Linked DNA regions of Danio rerio: region 2 is linked to region 1. The links are chromatin contacts, called in public HiCAR-type maps. All regions are on one chromosome and are shown on one strand. Each heading gives the region's core, a stretch centred on a gene start, on an enhancer-like site or on the middle of the called end of the contact. The rest is flanking DNA. Distances are from core to core; before and after follow the strand shown.

Region 1 (5,091 bases), core at 1,294-3,793:
TTAAAGGCACTTCAGGCTCCCCCGGACAAAAACCAGCAGACTGAGGAGCAGCTTTTTCCCCAGAACTGTCGTCCTTTTTTTCTCGCTGATGCTTTTGCCCCCCTCATACACCCCCATGCTCTCCTCATAACTTATACTCCTCATAATCACTGCATTATTTAATTTTGCAGATTTAAAAATTGCACATATTCGTCATACTACATTGCACTTTAATTTGAGTTGTACACACCCACTGTTTATGGACATTTGTAATTATGTTCATATATATCTACACCCTTTTGATTATTATTATAGCAACCTGTACAATCTTTCATCTATTGCAAATCTCTGTTCAAAGCTAATGCAACCTGTATATAATGTTCATAGTACATCCATCTGTAAATATCACCTATAGCTTTTCTATAGTTTATAGCTTATACCTGTATCGCTGCTATTGCACTGCTGGTTAGACCTAAACTGCATTTCGTTACCTTGTACTTGTACATGTGTAATAGCAATAAAGTTTAATCTAATCTAGTCTAATCATTCAGAATGAGTTAGCAAATGATTAATAAACTATTCAAATTACCATTCATATGTCTTATTATTCAGGCAAATATTAATAGTTCATTTGTATGTTAATAAATGCTTTATTAACTCAACTTCATTCAGTTTTGTGACCTGAGAACTATTTATGCTTCATAAATCTCTCATTTCATGACTGTTGGATTTTACAGTGTACAAAAGCAAACATATTTGATTGTTTTAAGAAATAATATGTCAAAATTAAATGATGTAAAAAAAAAATAAAACAAGCTAAATATTCTGCCAATGGGGTAAGCAAAGTAATCTTGCACTGAAAACCCTATTAGGTTGACTGAACTAAATTCATTGAGTAAACTCATTGCTTCAATTTAATTGAGTAATGAAGTCTCCCAAAACTTGCATATTTAACATGCTGGTTTTGTATATACTTAAATTGTTAAACTTACTTAGTACTAAGTTTGGTGAACTTAACAATTTAAGTAAAAAATGGACTTTGAAAAATGTTTAAATAAATTTCAAACAAAAAACAAGTAGCCATTTTTTCACATTATGGTGAATAATTATACATAAAGCCATTTGTTTTCTAATTTAAAATAAAGACCTTGTACTTGCACATATTACAATTTTAGTCAAGACTACATTTGTGAAAATGACCAATTTCTTTCAAAGCATTAATTATGAATTTGAGCTCACTACACTTGAAATCCTAAGTTTATGCATTTTCATGGTACATAAGTTAAATTAACTCATATTTTTAATTGATAGGACCAAAATGCTAAATTTTAAGTTATTTTCAGTCAACTTTATTGTTTAAGTTAAGACATTAGGGTTTACAGTGTGTCAAAAGGAAAAACAAGAATATTTTGCTTACCCCTATTGGCAAATCATTTGGCTTTTTTTAAGGAAAAAACTACTTCCTTCATTTTGGCATATTATTTCTAAAAACAAGACCATATCTTTGCTTGTCTAGAAAAAAAATTATGGTTTAAGAATCTATAAATATTTGGACTAGAAAAAAGACAAACATTTCTAAGTAATTATAGCATTTTTGGGGCGACGCAGTGGCCCAGGAGGTAGTGCTGTCACCTCACAGCAAGAAGGTCGCTGGTTTGATCCTCGGGTCAGTTGGCGTTTCTGTGTGGAGTTTGCATGTTCTCCCTGCGTTTGCGTTGGTTTCCTTCAAGTGCTCTGGTTCGCCCACAGTCCAAAGACATGCGGTACAGGTGAATTGGGTAAGCTAAAATTGTCCGTAGTGTATGAGTGTGTGTGTGAATGTGTGCGTGGATGTTTCCCAGAGATGGGTTGCGGCTGTAAGGGCATATGCTGCGTAAAAATGTGCTGGATGAGTTGGCGGTTCATTCCGCTGTGGTGACCCTGGATTAATAAAGGGACTAAGCCGACAAAAAAATGAATGAATGAATAATAGCATTTTTGTTGCAGTGAACCTGAAATACACCAGTATGTGGAAGACTGAAAGATCAATAATCCATGTGTGAGTTGTCAATTATAAATGTTAAATCCTGCACCGGGTTATGTTTAACATCTTCAAAAATGTTCCCTTGTGATGCCAAGCATAAATCATTTACATAAACCTCTAAAATGCTCCAATTTATCCATGGGCGTTTTTCTTTTTAAAAAGGTACTGGCACAAGCAATTGAAGCAAATCTGATTGAATGAAGCCCGAAATCACATGATACGATTCACAAGGCTCTGAAACAGACGCGAGAGCTAAATGAAGTCTTTCTTTAACCACTCCAGACATGAAAGAAAAATTAGTGAAAGAGGGAGACAGTAAAATACAAAGAGCACACTAAGGAGCAGGGGGGGGGGAAACAAGGACAGAGATCGAAAGAGTCAAAGTACGCGCAAAGAGGAAGAGATAAAAAACAAAAACTCGGGGCGGCCATGTGGGTGATTCCAGCCTCGGTCAGGTGTGTCCAAACAGCGGCGCGCTGAGACAGACAGGCGGGCACAGGCGGGCAGACTGGCGTCAGCGGCCACACGCATGCCCCGTCGCACCACACGCCAAGGGCCCGCATACCAGCGCTCCCACACGCGTGCACACAATGAGAGCTCAGTCCTGCATCACGCACCAGCGGCAGCAGCAATGCCAAATATTCTAACTGCGAAAAGGTAGAGCGCAGGAGGGGTGTGTGTGTGTAGGGATCGAGAACCAGACCTGAACTAGGCCAAAGATTGTAGAATAAGGTCAGTAGATTAGACAAGACACGTCACATGTACAGTTTAGAATGGGGAAAAGTGTAACGGTCAATATAGTGAATGAAGCCCTGCCTACTAGGACAGGAGCCAATCATCGATAGCTATAGAGATCGAGAATGTACATCATGGAGAGATGCGGTCGACCTTGTTTGTGGATGAACACATGAGGGTACAATGTAAACTAACAGACATCACAACAGAAAAACAACAGTTTAATAGTAAAATTGATTGAAAAACATCTCACGAAGACTCAGGATGGAATATATGTGTGTGCAATGTGTGTATATCTTTAAAACACTACCTGTGTGTTAAAGGAGCTGATAATATGCATTTCATAACATTTGGTCTCCAGCAGTGAAGTTTAACTGGAGAAGCCGAGCACAGATATAGAGGAGGCTGATCCGGAGTGGATCAAATAAATGACTGAGTTTTTCTGTAAGTGACCAAGGTTATCATAGACCTTTTTCTTAGAATGTGTGTCTGCACAAGGTGGATGCTAAGAGCTTTCGGTCAGCAGCTGATGTGTATGAAGAATCACATTTGAACAGCTTTGACAACCTAAATGACTTTTTTTTATTTGTTTTTTTAGGGCAACAATATATTTAGCAGAAAAGGAGCCTCCACATTAAAAGCTTCTGGTCAGGCCATGGTTCAGTAAACATCTGAAAAACGAATCGCTTATAAAACAACATCCAAGCATGCTATAGACCTGAACAGTGCAGTGGCTTTACTTTAAATACAAAGAAAAGAAAGATCTCCAAATATGCCTTTTAAAATTGTAAAGAAATCTGTGGGCTCTCTTTTAATGATCTAGGTCAGGGGTGCTCAATCCTGTTCCTGGAGAGCTACCTTCCTGCAGATTTCAGTTGCAACCCTTATTAAACACACCTGTTTGTAATTATCAAGTGCTGCTCAGGTCCTAATTAATTGTTTCAGGTGTGTTTGATCAAGGTTGGAGCTGAACTCTGTAGGAAGGTAGATCTCCAGGAACAGGATTGAGCACCCCTGATCTAGGTGCATGGCACAAAAGCACTAAGTGTGTGTTCGAATGCTCTTTTGCTATTTTAAGGATGGAAAAATGCGGTTTTCGCCATGGCGCATGGTCTAATATGGTTGTGCTTATGAGTTATGGGTGTTTTGAGCATATCGTGCATTAAACCAGTCAGAGTCTCATCTCCCATTCCCTTTAAGAGTCAGTTTCATCGAACCATGGCGCATTTGCTATTTTCATGTGGGACTTTGTAAGTGGAAAAACTGAACGCTTCACTAGCGAGAAAACAGTTAAACAACACCTGCAGCGCAAGGATAAAGAACGAGCCTCCTCCATTCAGCCTCTTTACTTTCTCTTTACTTTTACTCTTTACTCCTTTACTTTCGTGTAAGTAAGGAAACTGTGCTGTACTCGCTCCACTGAAGACATCCATTAGCCTTCATACTTAATTTCATTTGTTAAGCGCAAAGGTTTGTTTCAAAACTATTTCTAAATTCAGTTCCAGCGAAGGACTAAATGAACGATAATAACCAAGTGTGGTCGAAAGTTATATCCAAACACATGTCCTGTTATTATGCCTCATATGATGATGCAGACATCTCTCAAACCCGACAGGTGGACACATCTAAACTTGTTTTTATTCAAACAAATATAAATATGCATATAGAAATAATACTGATAATAATAATAACATTATACAAATCCAAATGGTCACGAATAAACTGAAAAAAGCTTTAGACATATAAGAAGATATTTGTGTATTGCTTTACATCCTGTGTGTATTAAGCAATGCATTAATGTTTTGGACCTGCAAAAGCACATCATTAATGCTCTCTGCGCTGGACTTTGGACCAATTTTCAGTCAGTCAATGGGGCGGTCCATTTCATTTACTCAAAAAAAGCAAAGCACCAACAATGCGCCTTAACACACCTCCTTTATAGAATAATATGAGCCCATGAGCCCACAAAGTGGTGAAAAGAGATTTGCTATATAAACAAAACGGCGCAAAACGTGAAAATTAGGGTTGTGCTGGTCTGAAAATAGCAACAAATCACACTATACATGTCTTGTGTCTTATTGCGCCTGGTGTATGATAGGGCCCCGTGTTTTTGAAACTAATGAAGAGCAGAAGTCTTTACTGTTTTCACATATTTTAAATGTTTCTTAAAATAAAATATATTGTGTTCAATGGGGAAAAAGTAAAAATTGCCTAACCAGGATGCTGAGATGACACAACATTACAGATCTTTGATTGAGCTGGGACCAGTTGGGGTCAAGGCCATTAGATGCAGTTCAGGAGAAACCGGGTCAGAGGTCATGCTCGGTGACACGCCGTGTTTAGATTTTTCATTA
Region 2 (5,091 bases), core at 1,427-3,926, 210 kb after region 1:
AAACATTTCCATGTCACACAGACAGTAAATACTTTATATAGCAAAAAGGAAAGCAATTAAATATTTCAATTAAATAGGTCAATTAATTATTTCGAAATACACATTGCTGCTTTAATTAAACTTTTATTTAGAAAATTTGATTAAAATACATTTTTTATGCCTTCGCAAGAGGTCTGATCACAATGAAAAAGGTTAAGAATAAAACAATAGAAGCTCAATTGCAATAATGTCATTGGTTCTTGCAAAAGCTCTGATATGCTTTGAAAAGGATAAATCTCATTGGTTCTTGTGAAACTCATATGTGCTGCATGACTCAAGAATGAACCTCATTGGTTCTCGCTGAAGCTGAAATTTGCTTTGCGAATCAACAATGAATCTCATTGGTTGTTTTGTCATAAGCATGAATTTTTGAGCCTCTTTAACTAAATGTGAAGATTATAAAAATGTTTTTGCTGATCAATATTTTTATGTAAATAAAAGCATGTTAAATCTGCCCATGAAGGGATTGCATCTCCTAAGAAGACTCTCGCCTAATCCCAATTCTATTTTTGTAACCCTATCCCTTCCCCTTGGCCCTTAAAACCGAGGGTTAAGGGAAAGGGCTTCAAAATCTACCCCTAAGAATTGGGACAGCACTACAGCACCTGCACACGTCATCATATGTCATCACAATCCCTGTGCAATTATTTTGGCAAGACTGTTTTTCTGATTATTCTGCTAAAAATAATGTGGTAATAACATTGAATGCAAAAGAAATTATACGTTTTTTTGAAAATGGTGATAAACAACAACAACTTTATTAATTTTATTATTTTAAATGGTAAATTCTTCATCCACAAATGTCGACTTTCAAAATCTCCTCCTTTCTACAAGTTATTTGTCAAAGAAATTATTTTGTTAATGAAGTCTTTCAAAGCTGTAAAAAATGTAAAGGCTCTGTCTATTGTAAGCTATTATGAATCTGTTTTTGGCGTCTTGTGAATGTCTTCCTTTTGTTTTTGTCTTTTTTTAAAAATTTAATTATCTTTGGAATTTTGTTTGTTGCCTGTTTTTGCGATATTTGTAAATTACAAATGCAGTAAAAAAAAAAAGTCAGACGATCACGACTGCTATAGTTATTCCAGTTGCTTTATTTTTTGTTATTAATCTTCTAGAAATCACTGAAGGCAAATATCAAGTTATCATAAAAACTGTTGTCTATTGTCATTTAATAGACAAATAACAAACTGGACTTTCCTTAGTTTGACTGGACTTTCCTTAATTTGACCATTTGAAAAAAAAAACATATTAATAGTAGTAGTGATAATAATAATAAATCAAATAATATTAATAATAATGAAGAACTTTATGGTTTTCTAGCGTCTCTTGTAAAAATTGTACATTTGAAAATTCATGGATAAAATCAATCACCAAATTAGTATTCAAATCAATTTCAATATGGTCCACTTTTGGTCCTTCACACCTTTTGACTGCTCATTTTTTGTTTTAAGCATAAGGTCCAAGATTTCGAATAAAAGTTACTTGTAAAATGTTTTCTCTGTTTAAAAGCAACAGTACCTACTCGAGTAGTAGGCGATTTGGGATGCAGGGATAACCACTGACTTCCATGTCCGGAAAAACAAGTACGAGTTTGACTTTACGGTAATGAAGCTATGATGCGGTTTGGTCGTAACCTATCAGAATGTACATTTGGGTTTCGTTGGTGCTCGTTGTGGCTGGCACCGTGGCTCAGTGGTTAGTCGCCTCACAGCAAGAAGGTTACTAGTTCAATTCCCGGCTGGGTCAGTTGGCGTTTCTGGCTGGAGTTTGCATGCTCTTCCCGTGTTGGCGTAGGCTTCCTCCTTGTGTTCCGGTTTCCCCCACAGTCCAAACACATGTGCTATAGGTGAATTGGATGAGCTAAATTGGCCATAGTGTATGAGTGTGTGAATGTGAGTGTGTATAGGCGTTTCCATGTACTAGGTGTGGCTGGAAGGGCAGCCACTGCATAAAACATATGCTGGAATAGTTGGCAGTTCATTCCGCTGTTGTCCTGATAAACGAGGAACTAAATGAATGGTGCTAGTTGCTTGGCATTGGCTTGGTGTGTCCAACACAATCTCACAGCAATTCGTAACTTTTTGATTTAGTGGCTAATTCGTATAAATTCGTACGATCTAATTGGTACTATTAAGTACGATTTGCTCATCACCCAATGACAGTTGGGGTTAGGGGTGGGGTTGGGTGCCACGCCTCCTTTTTAAAATCGTACAGACTGAACTCGTACGAATTCGTAGGAATTAGCCACTAAACTGACAAAACGTTAACGTTTCCTCGAGAGATCAGGCTGGTGTGTCTTGGCCCTTACATCGAAGTGGGTCACAAAATTAAAGTTGGATGAGGATCTATGTAAACGTCAAGCACGGTTTATTTGCCATTCAGACACTCTTAACGTTTGACTAGCCGACTGGTGTTTGAAGCTGCGGTATAGATTGAACATCAGCACTCTCTCCTTAATGCACAGACTGCGTTATTCTCATCTCCGTCTTTCTTCCGCTCCCCCCTCCGTCCTCCAGAAAGAATGCGTCTCTCGGCACCCGGGAGCCGGTCCTGCTTTTGAAGCGTCCGCTGTGGTGTCCGTCTGTCTGTCAGCCGGACTCCTCTCCACCCCCTGCAGCTGTGAGCGGGACACAGACCGGCCCTTTGTGTCCCTCTGCTGCTGCCGTCCCGCGTGATCACACCTGCGCAGCTTTCATCCGCTCTCTGTCTGTCAGTGTGGAATGACCAGCGCTGGCCTTCGCTCACACGCGCTATTGTTGAGCACTTCTCTAAACTGGCAGGCGCTGGGCTGGAGTTTGGCGAAAGTCGTGCATTACACCCATTTTAGACACAATTTTGTCTTAACCATACCTGTGCCTCAAGAAAAAGCCGTACAGTATTCATCTGCTGTTGCTCACTGTAAAAAGTGTTTAGTTTACCTTAAAAACGGGGAGTTTTAGTTGACTTTAAAAGTGATTAGTTGAGTTTTCAGTTCAGTTTTCAGAGTTGAAGTTCAGTGGTTTAATTTTCACTGCTGAATGTCCAAACACTGAAGAGCAAATCCATCCATGCGCAGCTCCACAAGTCCAAAACCAAGAAAGCCAGTGGCGACAATGGTGGGGTACAAACTTCACCAATTGACGAAAGTGAAAGAAAAAACCTTAAGAGAAACCAGGCTCAGTTATGCACGACCATTTTTCCTCTGGCCAAACTTCTTGTGCAGAGCTGCAGTCAAGGCGCCGGAGAATGCTGGATGTCCATAGTGGAGAAGCTGCAGGTGTGAGTAGGTCACTGGCGGGTGTTCAGGCTTGCCCACGGGATTAATGCAGAGACTCGTTCAGGAATCTCTTGTTCAAAAGTCTTGTGCTCTTCACTCTTTCATAACCGCCACAGCATCTGCTCAGGATACGGCCTGGTCCAGGATTATGGAGACCTCTAGAAGTCATCTATGGTTGGCATCATCTCTTGACAGGACTTGAATTAGATCAATGGCGCTGCACAATCTCTAGAGGCCTCCGGATGAGTATCACCAGGTGGAAAAGGGTGGTGGATTCAATGCTGTCGCAACACAAATCGATTAACTTAATTGTTTTTACAAATTTAGGTAGATTGGACATAAAACAATTAAGATTTTCCCCCCAAAAAACTCAATAATTGTGTTGTTTCAGCTCATTTTAAATAAGTAGCTTGAACAAACAGCACACATCATTTTTGAGTGTAGTTACATTTTATTGAATGCAAATAAAAAATAGAAACTGTAAATTCAAAACTTTTTTTTAGTTTTATTTATTTATACAATTGTATTTATTGGTGGATGGATGGATAGATGGATTAATGGCTAGGTGGATGGATAGATTGACGGATATAGATAGATATAGATATAGATATAGATAGATAGATAGATAGATAGATAGATAGATAGATAGATAGATAGATAGATAGATAGATAGATAGATAGACTGATTGATTGATTGATTGATTGATTGATTGATTGATTGATTGATTGATTGATTGATTGATTGATTGATTGATTGATTGATTGATTGACTGACGGATGGATGGATGGATGGATGGATGGATGTTTTTGTGAATAAAAGCTGAGAAAGCTCGGTGGCGCTGTGGGTAGCACAATTGCCTCACAGCAAGAAGGTCACTGGTTCGACTCCTGGCTGGGTCAGTTGGCATTTCTGTGTGGAGTTTGCATGTTCTCCCCGCGTTCTCGAGCTCCAGTTTCCCCCACAGTCCAAAGACATGTGCTATAGGTGAATTGGGTAAGCTAAAATGTCCGAAGTGTATGTGTATGAATGAGTGTGTATGGGTGTTTCCCAGTGATGGGTTGCAGCTGGAATGACATCCACTGTGTAAAACATATGCTGGATAAGTTGGTGGTTCATTCCACTGTGGCAACCCCTGCTTAATAAAGGGACTAAGCCGAAAAGAAAATGAATGAATGAATGAAAGCCATAGTGGGAAAAAGTATATTTGAAGGATGTTGAGGAGAGAGGAAGAGATAGATGTATAGGAAGCCGCAGCTGGACTTGGTCTGTCTTTATTAAAGGGAAAAGACGGGATGAAAGAGAGATGAAAGTGTGTGTGAGATAAAAGTGCTTCTGAAGGCAGGACTGAGCCTCAGGCCGTGGTCCACTGCATGTGTTTAGAGGTCAGATATTCACCTGCTTTCTCTCAGACGGCTGGTGGTCTGCATTTCTGATACAGACCACCACTCAGTGGATGTAAGCGTTCAGATAGAGAATTCACTTATTTGGTTCATCAACTTTGTCATACTTTGTAATATTTACATGTTAATAACTGTAACATGTCTGTTAATGAGCAGTTTCTGTGTTTCTTGATTCACAAGTGTTTTTTTTTTGTTTATTTACAGTTGTGAATTGCATTATGGGACTTTGATCTCTGCTCTGTCCACATTTAATGTTGAAAATTCAACTCTACAGTTAAACAAAGTGACTTTTATTGATATTTTAGTAGTTTGAAATAATAGAATGTGTAATAAATAATATAGAGAGAAATAGCCTCCCTAGTAGCAAAGAATTCTGGCCCAGATTTGGCATAAAG

What was found. HiCAR-type assays count read pairs that join an accessible place to other places.
Region 2: a contact with region 1 is called in a HiCAR-type map of caudal fin, with 6 times the contacts expected there. The contact joins two enhancer-like sites. A contact is called at or near these places in 2 of 18 Hi-C or Micro-C datasets (caudal fin and embryo) and 1 of 4 datasets of contacts at active chromatin or transcription factors (caudal fin).

The regions. Positions count from the first base shown.
Region 1 is chr11:3,763,053-3,768,143 of GRCz12tu, forward strand. The region is part of intron 26 of pbrm1 (polybromo 1); the gene reads right to left. Among named protein-coding and RNA genes, the nearest start is that of itih3a.2, 25 kb to the left of the region's middle. Within about 2 kb of position 2,544, at least 7 of the 62 cell types and tissues checked have an H3K27ac peak or open chromatin away from gene starts, as enhancers often do.
Region 2 is chr11:3,972,980-3,978,070 of GRCz12tu, forward strand. The region is part of intron 26 of pbrm1 (polybromo 1); the gene reads right to left. Among named protein-coding and RNA genes, the nearest start is that of gata2a, 19 kb to the left of the region's middle. Within about 2 kb of position 2,677, at least 7 of the 62 cell types and tissues checked have an H3K27ac peak or open chromatin away from gene starts, as enhancers often do.